2 separate regions of the Triticum aestivum genome follow, and region 2 is linked to region 1. The links are chromatin contacts, called in public Hi-C maps. All regions are on one chromosome and are shown on one strand. Each heading gives the region's core, a stretch centred on a gene start, on an enhancer-like site or on the middle of the called end of the contact. The rest is flanking DNA. Distances are from core to core; before and after follow the strand shown. Region 1 holds the start of LOC123105591. Region 2 holds the start of LOC123105596.

The links. Hi-C and Micro-C count contacts between places; a contact is called where the count stands out from the background.
Region 2: a contact with region 1 is called in a Hi-C map of leaf, with 5 times the contacts expected there. The contact joins the promoter of LOC123105596 here to the promoter of LOC123105591 in region 1. A contact is called at or near these places in 2 of 5 Hi-C or Micro-C datasets (both in leaf).

The regions. Positions count from the first base shown.
Region 1 is chr5A:646,537,981-646,544,832 of IWGSC CS RefSeq v2.1, reverse strand. LOC123105591 reads right to left here and starts at 4,295. Exons shown (of 10, transcript XM_044527680.1): 1 at 4,125-4,295; 2 at 3,897-3,995; 3 at 3,420-3,563; 4 at 1,527-2,624; 5 at 559-1,417; 6 at 201-448; 7 at 1-24. The coding sequence starts at 4,163. It overlaps LOC123105590 (magnesium-chelatase subunit ChlD, chloroplastic), which reads right to left. Exons shown (of 15, transcript XM_044527679.1): 9 at 6,847-6,852; 10 at 6,416-6,571; 11 at 6,156-6,263; 12 at 5,844-5,978; 13 at 5,601-5,762; 14 at 5,375-5,495; 15 at 4,687-5,122. The coding sequence ends at 5,040.
Region 2 is chr5A:646,845,655-646,852,506 of IWGSC CS RefSeq v2.1, reverse strand. LOC123105596 reads left to right here and starts at 4,172. Exons shown (of 3, transcript XM_044527685.1): 1 at 4,172-4,479; 2 at 4,556-4,637; 3 at 4,746-5,033. The coding sequence starts at 4,341. The coding sequence ends at 4,893. It overlaps LOC123105595, which reads right to left. Exons shown (of 3, transcript XM_044527684.1): 2 at 5,813-5,916; 3 at 5,263-5,705. The coding sequence ends at 5,427. It overlaps LOC123109097 (U1 spliceosomal RNA), which reads left to right and starts at 3,049; the gene lies at 3,049-3,209. It overlaps LOC123105597 (peptidyl-prolyl cis-trans isomerase CYP22), which reads left to right. Exons shown (of 7, transcript XM_044527686.1): 6 at 107-163; 7 at 373-751. The coding sequence ends at 483.

The sequences.
Region 1 (6,852 bases), core at 3,046-5,545:
ATATAAGAACTTAGCTGTTGATACCTGTTGCAACAAACACCTATCAGACACAGTGCAATTTGGTACTGTAAAAAAAAAGAATGTGTAATTTTAAATGGGAGCCTACAGCCCTACACCAATTTCTCCTACAGGCTACAGCATATACTAAAACTATAAAATGATACATGATGAACGATAGATGGTATCCAGCTATAACAAACCTTTTTAGGGGAAAGAACTACAGGAGGCTTCCACCTCTCGAGCTCTGCAAGCTTGCTTTTTTTATCAAATGGACAGGGTGGCACTTTAGAAAGAACACAACCTCCAAATTTCCGTATTACAGACACAATCTCTTTCTCCTTATGACTTTGAAATCCAGTCACCAAGAACTCTAGTCCATGAAATATGGCTTCTTTTTTGCTAGTGCATTCCCTGGGCTCCTGCATGTCAGCAACTCTGCTTTCAGACCCTGCAAAGAAACAAGAGTGAGGGTCACCAAAAGTATGTAATGACCGTGCATATATTTACCCACGATATACAGTACATATCTAGCATAAGAGAACATAAACCAGAACTTACAACTGAATCGAGATTTAACCCTTCTGCTCTTGGTTTGTCTAGTACTAAGTTTAGCATTCAACAATTGGGGTCCTTTTCTTTTAAGGCCTCGTTTACCAACACTCAAATATGTTGTGGGTTGAGGCAAAACTTCTGATGGGATATATTGCTCTTTGTTGTGATGCTCGTTATCATCTTGAGCATCAGATGACTTCTTCTGAACCAAAGAAAATTCGTTCAAGCTTCCAGCTTCAGCATTGTTTTCAGTGAACTGATTAGAGGCTCGGATACGCTGTATCTTCTTATTTAAGATTATCGGTGCGCTTCTCTCCTTCTGACAAACTGCCACATTAACATCATTATGAGCCAGACTACCTCCCGAGATGTTTGATATAGGTCCTAGCATGCTAAAAGGCCTGAGGGAACTATGTGTTCTTCGCCTCCATGGATTAGATTCTTGTACCTTATCTAACGGCACAGAAGATGGACCGGCTTCTACATCTAGGTCATTCTTCAGAGATTCCTTGCGATATACTGGTTCACTGTTTTCCTCATTCCTCTGTTTACATTCAGGAGGTTGACTAGTGGATACTTCATTGCAAGATATGCTACACGGAACAAATGAACAGAGAGGATCCTCAGGTGATAAGCTTGAACATACTACTTGATGGCACGACTCTGCACTTTGAACCTCTCCATGGAAACCTTCATTCTTTTGGAGAAAAGATGCTCTTGAAGAGGCAACCATTTCTGTCGATGTCGCTCTAGGTGCAGGAGAGCACTCATTCATGCTATCCATTGACTCAGAAATGAAGCTAGTCCTTATATGCTTCCTTGCACGACCACCAAACTTCGTCTCTTCAACAATTCTTCCAGCTTCCTGGAAATATATTTTACATTGTAATTACATAGATGAAGAGTGCTGAATGAGATAGGCATATGATCCATTAAGTTTGTTATAAAAAAATGTTCATGGGCAACAAATTTACCTTTGTGATATTTTGACCTCTTACTGGATTCCTCAAGTTCTCAGTAAAAGCACGGTTGTTTTGAGTCAACTTCTCGAAAGCAGCTTCCTCATTTCTCGAGCAAGAGATTGCTTTATCTTGAGCTAGTTGCTTTATAGAAACACATCCTGGACTTGATTCTTTTACTAGCGTACCAGCAGAACTATTCTCTGCCAAAGAATCAGGTACATGGTCACTGGTATAAGCATCTTGGCTGTGCCATTCTTTATTTTGCTCCTCGGAAGAACAAATGTCTACATCATGTGGGGCACAACTAGGCTGAGAGATGCTCTGTTTCAAGTTAGTTGTGTTGTGGCCTTGAGATGAACAAGCAGTTTGAACAGTACACAGGCCAACATCTTCAAATACATCAAGCATTTCGATCTCATCCAATTCTGCAAGCCAATCGCTCTCATCCCGATCATTTTGAAAGGATCCACTATCATGTTCTGTTTCCTCAAGAAAACACTGTTTCCGAGCTTCCTTTACACGCAGAGCAGCTTCGAGGGCAGCTGCAGTCAACTTATCAGGCTGGCAATCATCAAGTATCATTTCTGCAATAACCATAGCCTCAGAAGCAGCAATAGATAGCTCAACCGCATCATTAGCATCTGCCTTACGGAGCTTCTGAACATCAACTTTTCCACCAGATGGTTGATGTTTTCTTGCACCAAGTGGTTTAGTGACATCCTTGCTAGCCACTCTACGGACTCCTTGTTGTGTATCATCCTTAAGGCCTTTAGCCTCTTGCACAGCTTTGATCTCTTGTGCTTGACCATCAACATAAGAGTCCTTTAATGGTCCTTTGCATGTACCAGAATTCAGAATCTGTGGGCTAACATTGGCTTGAACTGAGGAGATATCCTTGCTAGCCACTCTACCAACTTCTAGTTGCTTATTATCCTTAATGCTTTTAGCCTCTTGTACAGCTTTGATCTCTTGTACTTGACCATCAACATAAGAGCCCTTGAACGGTCCTTTGCATGCACCAGAGTTTAGAATCTGAGGGCTAACATTGGCTTGAACTGAGGAGAGTTGTGCTGCACTTTCTGAAGAAAGGTGCAGAGAGAAAGGCAGCACCTGGAGGGGGGAAATTCAACCCATGTTATAACAGCACACGACAAGAAGATTATGTTTGTGCAGCAGAGGAAGAGCCAATTATTTTGGCTGTTACAAGCCTATGTTTGCTACTATACTAACTTGTTCACTCGTAAAATGAAAACACATGCACAATGTTCAGAACCCCATTATTCATAAGCACATATGAAAAATACACGGTAGGCAAGATGAAAATGGCATACTGAGGGCCTCTTTGATTCAAAGGATTTTCATAGGATTTTTGAAGGATTAGAATCCTTAGGAATTTTTCCTGCGTTGATCGTTTGATTCGCAGGATTGAATCCCATAGGATTTTTTCCTCATGTCAACTACAATTCATAGGAATTCTAGCATCCACTCCAACCTCTTGGAAGAAATCCTTTGTTTTTCCTGTGATACAATCAAACAAACTCAAATCCTATAGGAATCCAATGGGCACGTCATTTCAATCCTACATTTTTCCTACTCCTGTGTTTTTGCAATCTGCTAATCAAAGAGGCCCTGAACCTACAATTTTATTCTTTCCCCATTCAATGGAAGATTACGGACAGAACAAAAGTAAGTACGCTGTACAAGTGTGCATCCCTGGAACAAATAATGTAACTCGGGGCAAAGAAGAAATCGACAGATCCATAACTGTTATGCAGGATTGAATCATTAAAGGCTACAGCTACAGGTACATGTACTACCATCTCCTGAATTATTTGATCAAACAGAATGACAACACCCTAAGTTGTGACCAAACTTCAGTGATTAGCATCAAGAATCTTAGCCTACCTCTCTGCCTGTTGGAGTATTTTCAGCAGGTGTATCCTCGTCTCCCGACAGATGCAGACGGAACCCGCTGTAACCATCAGCACTTAGGGCGGCATTCCGACAACTCCGTTGCTCTTGTGCAGGGTCCACAATGCACACACAGTCCTGCAGTTCAGTGAAGAGAACACACTACACCAGATGAGAACAGACAGTGCACCGAGAAACGTATATAGATAAACATGCACAATCACACCAAATGCATTCAGATCCAATTCAATCGTATGCCATTTCATGCCAATGACCAATCACCAGTTTTGAGTTATTGTCGATAAGGTGGGATAGTTGGCGAAAAGGATTCGAACCGGGGATTTCCCCCTTTCTGTAACATGCTCAAAGGAAATAGCAAGGCGCTTGCAAGTGTTGGGTAATCAGAGAATAACAAACTCAGAGCGTACAAGGTTAGCACCAATCGACGCGCAAATCAGGCGAGAAAAGCACCTCACAAGGCGGCGACGACACGCCGGGGCTGTCTCTTCGGTGCTCGCCGGCCGTCGGCTGCCGATGCGGCTGAAGCCATTGCGGGAGCCACGCGTCATCCTGAAGAACTCGAAGAAGCCCGAAAGGGCGTCAGAAGAGGGCGCATCCCAAACAGTTCACATCTCCTCCCTCCCGCCCAACCGAGAGAGAGAGAGAGAGAGAGAGAGAGAGAGAGAGAGAGAGAGAGACCTCAGAGAAGCGCGGCGAGTGGTAGGCGCAGGTCGACATGGCGGCCCGGCAGTCGCCGGCTGCGGCTAGGTGGCGCCGCCACGAGAGGAGAGGAGTGGAGGGAGGGGCGGGGGGTCTTCTGGTTTACTTTCTGTACTAAATCTGGCTTGCTTGATAAGCCTCTCTCTCCTCCGTCTCCCGCCACCGCCCACCGCAGCGGTTCGCGCCATAAAAATGACAGCATTTTTTTTAGGCAAATAAAAATGACAGCAAGGTCTCCCCATTTCTCCCCGCTGTACCGTCTGACAGGTGGGCCCGGCCTGGTGCCGCCGAGGCATGGGCCTGGGCCGCAATTTTCTGCTGGATCTATTTTCAGGGTGCCTTTTGTAGGAAATTTGTTACTGTTATCAACCACGCTCTGCCAAAGGTAACAATTTCCTTCCCACACTTAATTTTGCATTTAAAAAGGAAATATTTTCGTGATACTCAACAGCATCAATTTTTTTGGGTAAACACATAACCACGCTGTCACCAGTGGTAATTTTCTTCGCATAATTTTAGAAAGAAATATCAGTTCGTATGCTTTACAAAAATGAAGGAATGTTATTTAGTGACACCCGACAGCAGCGCATTTCTGCCTCGAAAATTAACAGCAGTAGATTTACAGGGCCAATTATCGGAGAGCCAGTGGGAGAATTCCGACATTTACACGAAGTTATGCTCGGATTTTAGCCCTGCTGGTGCTGGTAAAAGAGAAAGAAAGAAGACAAGAAAACCTACACCAAAATTGGGTCATAAGAGCTGAAACGCACGCCCCAAAAAAAAGTTACAGAAAGGACTAAGGACAGCTGCACAAATTACTGCACGAACGACTTGTATCACCAGAAGGTACAAACAACAATTGGGCGGGGGCGATCGATGCTCCGAGATCGCTCTCTAGCTCTTCAAGTCCGCCAGCGCGGTCTTAGTGGCAGCGGAAATCACGGCGTCCGAAGCATTTGGCAGGTAGTAGTATTTCCCTGGCACAGCAAGGAAAGAAGCTGTGTTCATGGAAGGTTATGCAGATAACTAATTTACGGTATGTCGGTGCTTATAGTTAGTGATGAAGATGGCAGGTGTATCTTTTTAAGTGGCGACAAGGTTCCTCGGACTCCACTCATATTACCTTATACCATGAAAATGCGTTAAAAAAATCGAAACAAGAACAGGCATGGTTTCCTACAGGTTTCAGATCGAGTAGTGTAATTATTCTGATGTAGTGTTGAGAATACCTTGGGCAACCCTTGCAATTTCCTTGGCGAATCCCGTAGATACAAACTTGTTCTCGGTATCGATGACGAGAAGCGACATTCCTGCCTTGAATATTTTTGCAGACACATCAAGTATCTCATCCTTGCAAAGAGGAAACAAATTCTTCAGTGCCTTTTGAACACAGCAGGAAACTTCAAAATGATGGCCCAAGGATACATTTGTTTGGTGTTAGGATAAGAGTGGTACCTTCAATTCTTGAGTAGATGGTCTTGGTGCGTCTGAAGCAGCGGCAGCTTCTGGGTCATTGGATTTCTTCAGTGATACATTAGCTCTTCCATCGGTGATTGCAACGATCATGATACGCCCAACGTCGCCACTCTTTTCAGCGTTCAATCCCACTCTGACAGCCTTGAAGTAGAATCCACAATGTTATCCAGATTATAATGTCCTGGCATTACAGAAGAATTCAACGCAGTTCTTGGTTCTTACTGTACTCAGGCCATGAGCTAAAGGAGAACCGCCACCGCATGGTAGCTTTTCAAGACGTTTGCGAGCCATTGCAATGGATCTTGATGGTGGAAGTAGAACTTCAGCATAGTCTCCACGGAAGGGAATAATTGCAACCTGAGGGATGCCAAAATGGAAGCTAAAGTTAGTGCACAAACTGTCCATATAACGATGATTACCCGGAGGGGAAGCACAAATGGAGGTGTCTTACAAGGTACGCAGCAAGTAACAAATGCTAATCACTAAAAAAAAGATGGCAAATTCTAATGCTAAATTTTCACATTTCAGTAGTACCTGATCTCTGCTTGTGTAACTTTCTGCAAGCAACTTCAATGCTGCACCTTTGGCATTCTGCATGCGGTTCAGAGCCATGCTGCCACTAGCGTCCACAACAAATATGACCTGTCATGAGAATAAGTCCAAACAGAGTTGTGAAGTCTCGCGGTAAGATAAATCTGCTTTGCCACATACATAAAACATGACTGGCCTAATATACATATTCCCATGAAATTGCACAAGCAAATGTGGAGAGAGAGAGCGAGAGAGAGACAGACCAGAGCACCGGCTTTTCGAGCCATTCTCTTGGCTCTCATGTCAGTCTTTTCAACAAAAACTTTTCTTGTCTTGTCAAGACTTTTCTCTCTCCGCAGTTTTTGGTATGGTGCAGCTGCTCGAAGTGTCGCGTCAACAGCTAATCTCCTGACTGGACCCTACAACAGAATGAACTGTTTAGATGAACCAATTTGGTGAGAAAGGGTACCAAGCATAGGAGTGATATTACAAAGGAAGGTGTCTGCTATATCAGTAAAATTAATGGAAAAGACCGGGAGGCATCAGAGGAATTCAAAATGCAATAAAACAGACCTAGATAAGGAGAAGTGCCGAAGCATTATTTGCATAAAGAAACAAACACGAGAATGGATTCAGGAATGTTTGAACAATCAAGTGTTTAGAGTTGCAGTGTTGATGAGGTAAAACTTGAGACCTTTGG
Region 2 (6,852 bases), core at 2,923-5,422, 310 kb before region 1:
TTTTTGTCTATACCGCCAATCTCCAGTTCACATATTTTCCAGTCAGACTATTACTGTATATATCTTTTAGATTAGTGAAATCTTATTTTCTACTGTGTGTTTGCAGTTCTTTTTAACTTGTGCAAAGTGTGAGTGGCTGGACAACAAGCATGTGGTTTTTGGGGTAAGAGTGCTCGATTTTAATGTCTTGTTGTTTGGTACCAGCATTTGAACAACATGTATGGTACCAGTATTATTTTGCAATTGACAAGTAAATATGTGCCTACTACTAACATGAGGAGACAATGAAACGGATCCTTGTGTGCTAAACTGTAAGGTATCCTCTGCCTTCTGATGGTAGTAACTAACCAACGCCTTGTTATGCTATTTCAGAGGGTGCTGGGAGATGGTCTGCTCGTGCTGCGGAAGATTGAGAACGTCGCTACTGGACCAAACAACCGGCCGAAGCTTGCCTGCGTGATAAGTGAGTGCGGTGAGATGTAGCTTGCTTTTTGAGCGCGGCATGTCCTAGCGCTGCCTTGACATGGATGAAAGTACTGAATCACTGGAAACAGATTGGAGTCTAGAGCATTGCTGTATTAATCTACTTATTGTGACTTGTGGGCATGCGGAATTTGGACTCTGACAAACTGGCAACATGTATCTGTATCAGCCAATGCTGTAGAGCCTTTAAAAAAACGTGTATGGTGTTGAATAATATTCAAAGCAGGAGATGTGGTTTCATGACTTCACTGCCGCTAAATTTGTTGAATATGTAGCCCCCAATTTGTCGTTCAATCAATCATATTCGCTCTGATATACCACCAGACAGTTTTGTTTTTTTGAGCCCTGTCACTATGTTTCAACTGTTCCGGGGTATAACAGAATGAAGATGTTCTTTTTCTGATGGAACAAAATGAAGATGTTTGCGATACCAGGAACAAAGTCCAGTAGAGAAATATTATATCCATCGAGTCATCTGTCAATATGATATATCGACGCAATGCAAGTGGGCTGCCACGAACAAACGAAATACTAAGATACTCTATCAGAAGTGATGATGGATGTCCTCGTCACCACATCATGCGGCGGTCAAACCGCAGATTGCAGCATGAACTAATCAGCGCCAAAATCCTTCCCTGCTCCTGGCTGGTATGAGTACGTGTCTCGGTGTAATGCCACCACGTCGTGCGCGCTCCAACCAGCGTGCATGCCGTCACGTCGCGCTAGCTCGGGCGTTCAGCTTAAAACACTTCGAGGACTCGCTGCCGTCGAGCTCCTAGGGTCTCTCTCTCGGCCACCTCCTCCTTGGGTTCCCGCGCCCCAGCTCGCCACGCCATGCCGCGCACGACACCGTCGAGCCCGCTGACGGCGACGCCGCCGCGCTCCCCGACGGCCGCCAGCCGCCTGGCCGTCGCCCCGGCGTCCCCGACCACCCCGCAGTGCGCCATCCCGGCCTCGCCGCGCACGCCCCCGGCGCCGTCCAGGGCGTCCACCCCGCCGCCGACCACGCCGCGCACGCCGCGCCCGGAGATCACGCTCAAAGAGCCGTCGTCCACGCACGAGAAGCGCGCGCCCGCGGCCGTCCGCGGCCCGCCGTCACGCGCGCTCCGCGCCATCCGCGCGCTGCTCCGTTCCTTCCCCATCATCGCGCCGGCAGCGTGCCGCCCGGCGTCGGCCCTACCCAGGCGCCATGGCAAGCCGCACGACGGCCACGCCGGCGGCCGCGCGCGCGTCACCGGCACCTTCTACGGCCACCGCCGCGCCCGCATCGCGCTCGCCGTGCAGGAGCGGCCCGGCAGCCTCCCCACCCTGGTCCTCGAGCTCGGCGTGCTCACGGGGAAGCTCATGCAGGAGATCTCCGCCGGGGGCCACGTCCGCATCGCCCTCGAGTGCGAGAAGAAGTCCAAGAAGTCGCCCGACGCCGGCGAAGGCGGCGGGAGCGTCAGCCTGCTGGAGGAGGCGATGTGGACGGCCTACGTCAACGGCCGGCGCGTCGGGTACGCGGTCAGGCGGGAGGCCACGGACGGCGACCTCGCGGTCATGCAGCTGCTGAGCACCGTGTCGGTCGGCGCCGGCGTGCTGCCCGGGGACGTGGTGGACGAGCCGCCCGGCGGGGCGGCGGACGCGGACGGCGAGGTGGCGTACATGCGCGCGGGGTTCGACAGGGTCACCGGGAGCAAGGACTCGGAGTCGTTCTACATGGTCAGCCCGGACGGGGACGGCGGCGCCGGCGCCGGCGGTGGCACGGAGCTGAGCATTTTCTTTGTCAGGGTGTAGAGGGAGACCGCGTTGCCGTTGCCGGCGGTAGGAGTTGTTAGTCGTCGTTGTTTCTTTTCTTTTCGGCAGACGTGGCTACCTTCGTGTAACAAGTGTGTGACGCTGTGTTTGTGTTGGTGCATTATTGTGTGACCGCGAACAATCTTGTATGTATCGACTTGTGTAAACGGAATCTATACAGAGAAATCATCATCCTACAAATTCCACCGAAGATAACTGGATTCTCCATGAACAATACTCCCTCCGTTCACAAATGTAAGATGTTCTAGTAACTTTTTCTGAGTCAGATGTATATAACACCCAGGTATCAGCCGGTTTGTGCAAACTTTTGGGTGCAACAGGCCGAAAAGAGGCACCAAAGGTGCAGCGGTTTCTTATGCGGCCATGCACATTAAGAGCAAAAGTAAGTGAACAAAATACGAGTACGAGAGACTTAGGGCAATAGTTTTTTTTAGAATCAAGAGCAACAGTCTTTTTGTAGCAGCTCAAGAGCAGTAGTAAGAGACCAGAACACTGGGGAAAAAAACCTTTTTTTTTAAGACAACACTGGGAAAAAGCTGGTACGGCTCTTAAGGCCCACACGCCTATCTCCCGTCATTCAGCCCATGTAGGAGCAAAGTCAAGCCCAACGAGACGTAGTACCTCCCGGACTGCGCGCCTCCCTGGCTCCCTTCACGGCTTCACGCCCGCCGCTGCTGCTGCGCTTCGGTTTTTAGTACCACCTCGCTCAGCGGAGAGCATCGAGCGGGGGAGCCACTATAAGAGGGGGGCGAGGTGCAGCGTTGTTCCATACTTACCTGGACGGGGTCGACGGGCGATCAAGAAGGCCCGTGGCCTGGGTCAATGGCCCACATTGCACTTGGTGGGTGCGTTGGCCCACCATCTCCCCAAGTGGGAGAGTGGACGTCATAATTTGTGGTAGAGGGGGTACGCGTTCGCGCGGCCCCTGCCAATTCTTTGAAATTAAATCTTGGTCCTCTGTTTGGCTCGCTTACGAAGGAGTATGTTTTACAATCCAGTCCCTTGTCTGGTTGTTGCACATCGAGAGGGAGCCGGCAACGTGTTCTCTGAACGGAGGAAAAGAAGATTTCAGTATGGGCTGGATGGAGGGTTCTGAACTTCTGATCCAAGTGCATGTAACATCCGAATCTTGTGCTGTCAGAGGTTGTATATTCTGGTGTTCTTCACCTCCCGCTTACAACTAAGTAAATTTTGGGAACAAACTCACTTCTGCGCTACTCCCTCCGTTCCGAATTACTTGTCTTAGATTTCTCTAGATACGGATGTATTTAGCACTAAAATAAGTCTAGATACACCTGTATCTAGACAAATCTGAGACAGGTAATTCGGAACGGAGGGAGTACTAGATAGGGATGAATGAAGTCACTGCAGTCTTGAGCTTATTATATAACCTGACAGTTGAGACAGAGACAAGCACCCCGAGTCTAGCTTTAGCCTGAAACTAAGTGAAAGACCAACAACTTCACAATCATACGTGTCACCAACCAAGTTTACTAGCTACCAATTCTCTGCGGTGAGCTGAAAAAACAACACTCCACAGAACTCGTATATTCTGATCCTCTTTACCTTAATATTACAATCAAGTAAAATTTGGCAAGAACTGAACCTCTACACGTGTGGATAGACCCGATTGAAGCCACTGTCAGTTGAGGCACCCCACACAGTTTGGCATTTCGCCGCGACAAGTTCCTGACACGATACCTTGGCTCTAGTCTCATTTGCTTAGCATGAAACTGATTGAACGGCCACACAGTTTAGAATGTCTCCACCAAGAGTTACTACCAACATGCCAAAAGTAACTGTGGCATCCAGTGTTGATCAGGAGATGTGAGCTGGGTGGCAAAAGAGTGTATACATCCGTCGGCCGGTAGTTTGACCAGTGTAAATGTGAATTCAAGAACTTAAAGCTGCCACGGAAGGGAAGATAGCACGGCTGGCTGGTGGATAAGGTGAGTGCTACGCGGCCGAAAGGTGAGGGAGTGAGTGCTATAGGGTGCGTGGTGCATGAGGCAGGAGAGCTCTTTCCCTCCTCCACACAGAACAACCCAACAACGACCACCATGGCCCTCAGGGTTGCTCCGTCGCCGCTCCTCGCCTCCGGCGGCGGTGCCACCGCCTTCGCCACCCCGCTTACGCCGAGGAAGAGAGGCGCCGGCCTGCTCCTCGTAAGCAAGCGCTCCAGAATCTCGGCGCAGCTCGGTACCCACGATTCCTCCTCAATCTCTCTTATGTTGCATTTTGTTTGAGTCCATATACGCTACGCGTGTATATGCAGGTGGTGGTGGTGGTGGTGGTGGAGATGGAGAGACCAAGCCTGACGGCAAGAAGTTCATCACCAGAGAACAGGAACCGGAGCAGTAAGCAAGCCTGCACCCATCAGCTCTCATGATCCATATTATGAGTTCATCTATGTGTGGTCTGTGGTCAATTGGTGTGGATAAAATGGATGATGATGGATGATGTAGGTACTGGCAGACTGCTGGGGAGAGGAAGGGGGAGAACCCCATGATGACGCCGCTGCCCTATATCGTCATCTTCGGCTTCTCCACCCCCTTCATCATCCTCGCCATCGCCTTCGCCAACGGATGGATCAAGGCGCCCCTCATCCGCTGAGCTCCGGTCGAGCTATCCTCCTCCCCCTTCCAGCGAGAGAGATGACTTGCTTCCATTCTATAGAGATTGCTGTAAAGCCGTATGTAAATCATTTCTTCAGAGATCTTTATATAGTGGAGTCACCGGCTGCTCTGCACTCATGACTGCATTTGGTTCTGCATAGAAGCGAAAGCCCTGTGTTTGTTAAGATTGTGAGCACTTTCAACAGTTCAAGATCGGTCGATCAAGCAATTGAGGAAAAATATAGAATGGCGTCGGTACCATTAACATCAAATTTCAACAAGGAGGCAAAGAATCTACACATAAGCACATGCCGCCGCTACAGATTCATCTCAAGTCAGACATACAACAAACAACTAAACCACATTCTAGCAAGATTCATGAGATTCTGCATACCATAGAATACCATTGGCTATTTCTCCTCATAAACTTGCAGATAACAAAGACATGTTTTTCGGGCCTAGCCAGTAGCCCACAGCAGTATACAGTTAAAACTTTTGCGCAAACGGACGCATCATATGGCAGCCACCTAGCTAGCGTGGTTTCCTATCAAACTCAGACTCACGACAGTGTGGGTCAAGCCAGTCGCGACGAGAACTCTTCGCCATGCCCCTACTATCTGTTGTTACAGCCCCCATGAGCTCTCTTAGGCTTTCCACCTTGTTCTCCTGAGCATTGCCACTGGATTTCCTATCTGCCTCCTTCAGCTTGTTTCTGAAACTCTGCTTGCGGCCAACTGTGTTAAGTTGCTGCTGCTTTGCTCCTGATGGTGGCGCCCCATGAGGTCCCAAGTATATCTTCTCCTCTTTTGCCTGTTCATTCAAATACGAGTTTACACCACTGTGCTAGCCAAGTGGTTGTTCAAGTTACATTTACTGATCTAACGAGGGACATTGCGGCGAAAAGATCTGTAACTCGCCTGTTGAGGTTCAGGATCCCTTGCTTTGGGGACACTGTGTGTAGTAACATCATCATCATCATCATCTTGAATAGTCACATCAGGAATAACAAATCCATCCGCATCTGTAATTGTACCATCGACATTATTAAAAGAACTCAAATAAACCTCATGTTTTGAATGTAGCAGTTGGCACATGTATGTTTGATTTTAATACGTAGAATAAATATGTGCAGAACAGCGTCCCTGCATCAGTGCCACCTTCCACAAAAAACTCCATGATATCAAGTTTCATGAGATATACTATAGTGCAAGCAAGTCACTACCATAACCCGGTACAAGGGAGTTAATAGCATATAAGTCTCTTAATGATTATCATTAATGAACATCTTAAAGCGTGTCAATGCTTTAAGAAACAAAAACAATCTTAAGTAAAAATTACTCGCAAAGAAATGGAACCTAGTTTAGGTATCTCTGTGACCAAATACTGATTAGAAAGCTATGACGTACATGAACAACTTGTGATTATCACTAGATTATACTAATAGCACTCCTTTTTCCAATCAATTAGGATTGTCTACATTGCCTCCTGTCATATAGGAAAGGGCTCATATTTAAGCATAAATCATCATGAGATTCAAATCTTACCCTTCAGTTGGCATCACTGATCACTCGTACTATTATAGTATTATCAGAAAGAGTCATCAAGGTGAATCAGAAGGGACTCCTCATAACGCACCAAGATATCAAGATCGATGACTCAATGCTAATAAACTTGGCATTGACTTGGTACTAATGTGCGACAAATGGAGGCATATATTTTGTGCAATCTTTTTTACATGCTGCTCTCTTCTAACTAGCAGATGTTTTAAAATTTTACTATAACCTAAGCAGTAAGCAAAATATCGCCCAAAGCAATAGTAGGCTTTTCCGTTCCACCTCAAATTCCTCAAAACTGTTCCAACACAACTAGTTTCCAACCAGTTTGTGGTATATTAATAGCATTCCTATTTCCATTCAATGAAGATTTTCTACCATTTTTTCCCGAACCTTGTGCAGAT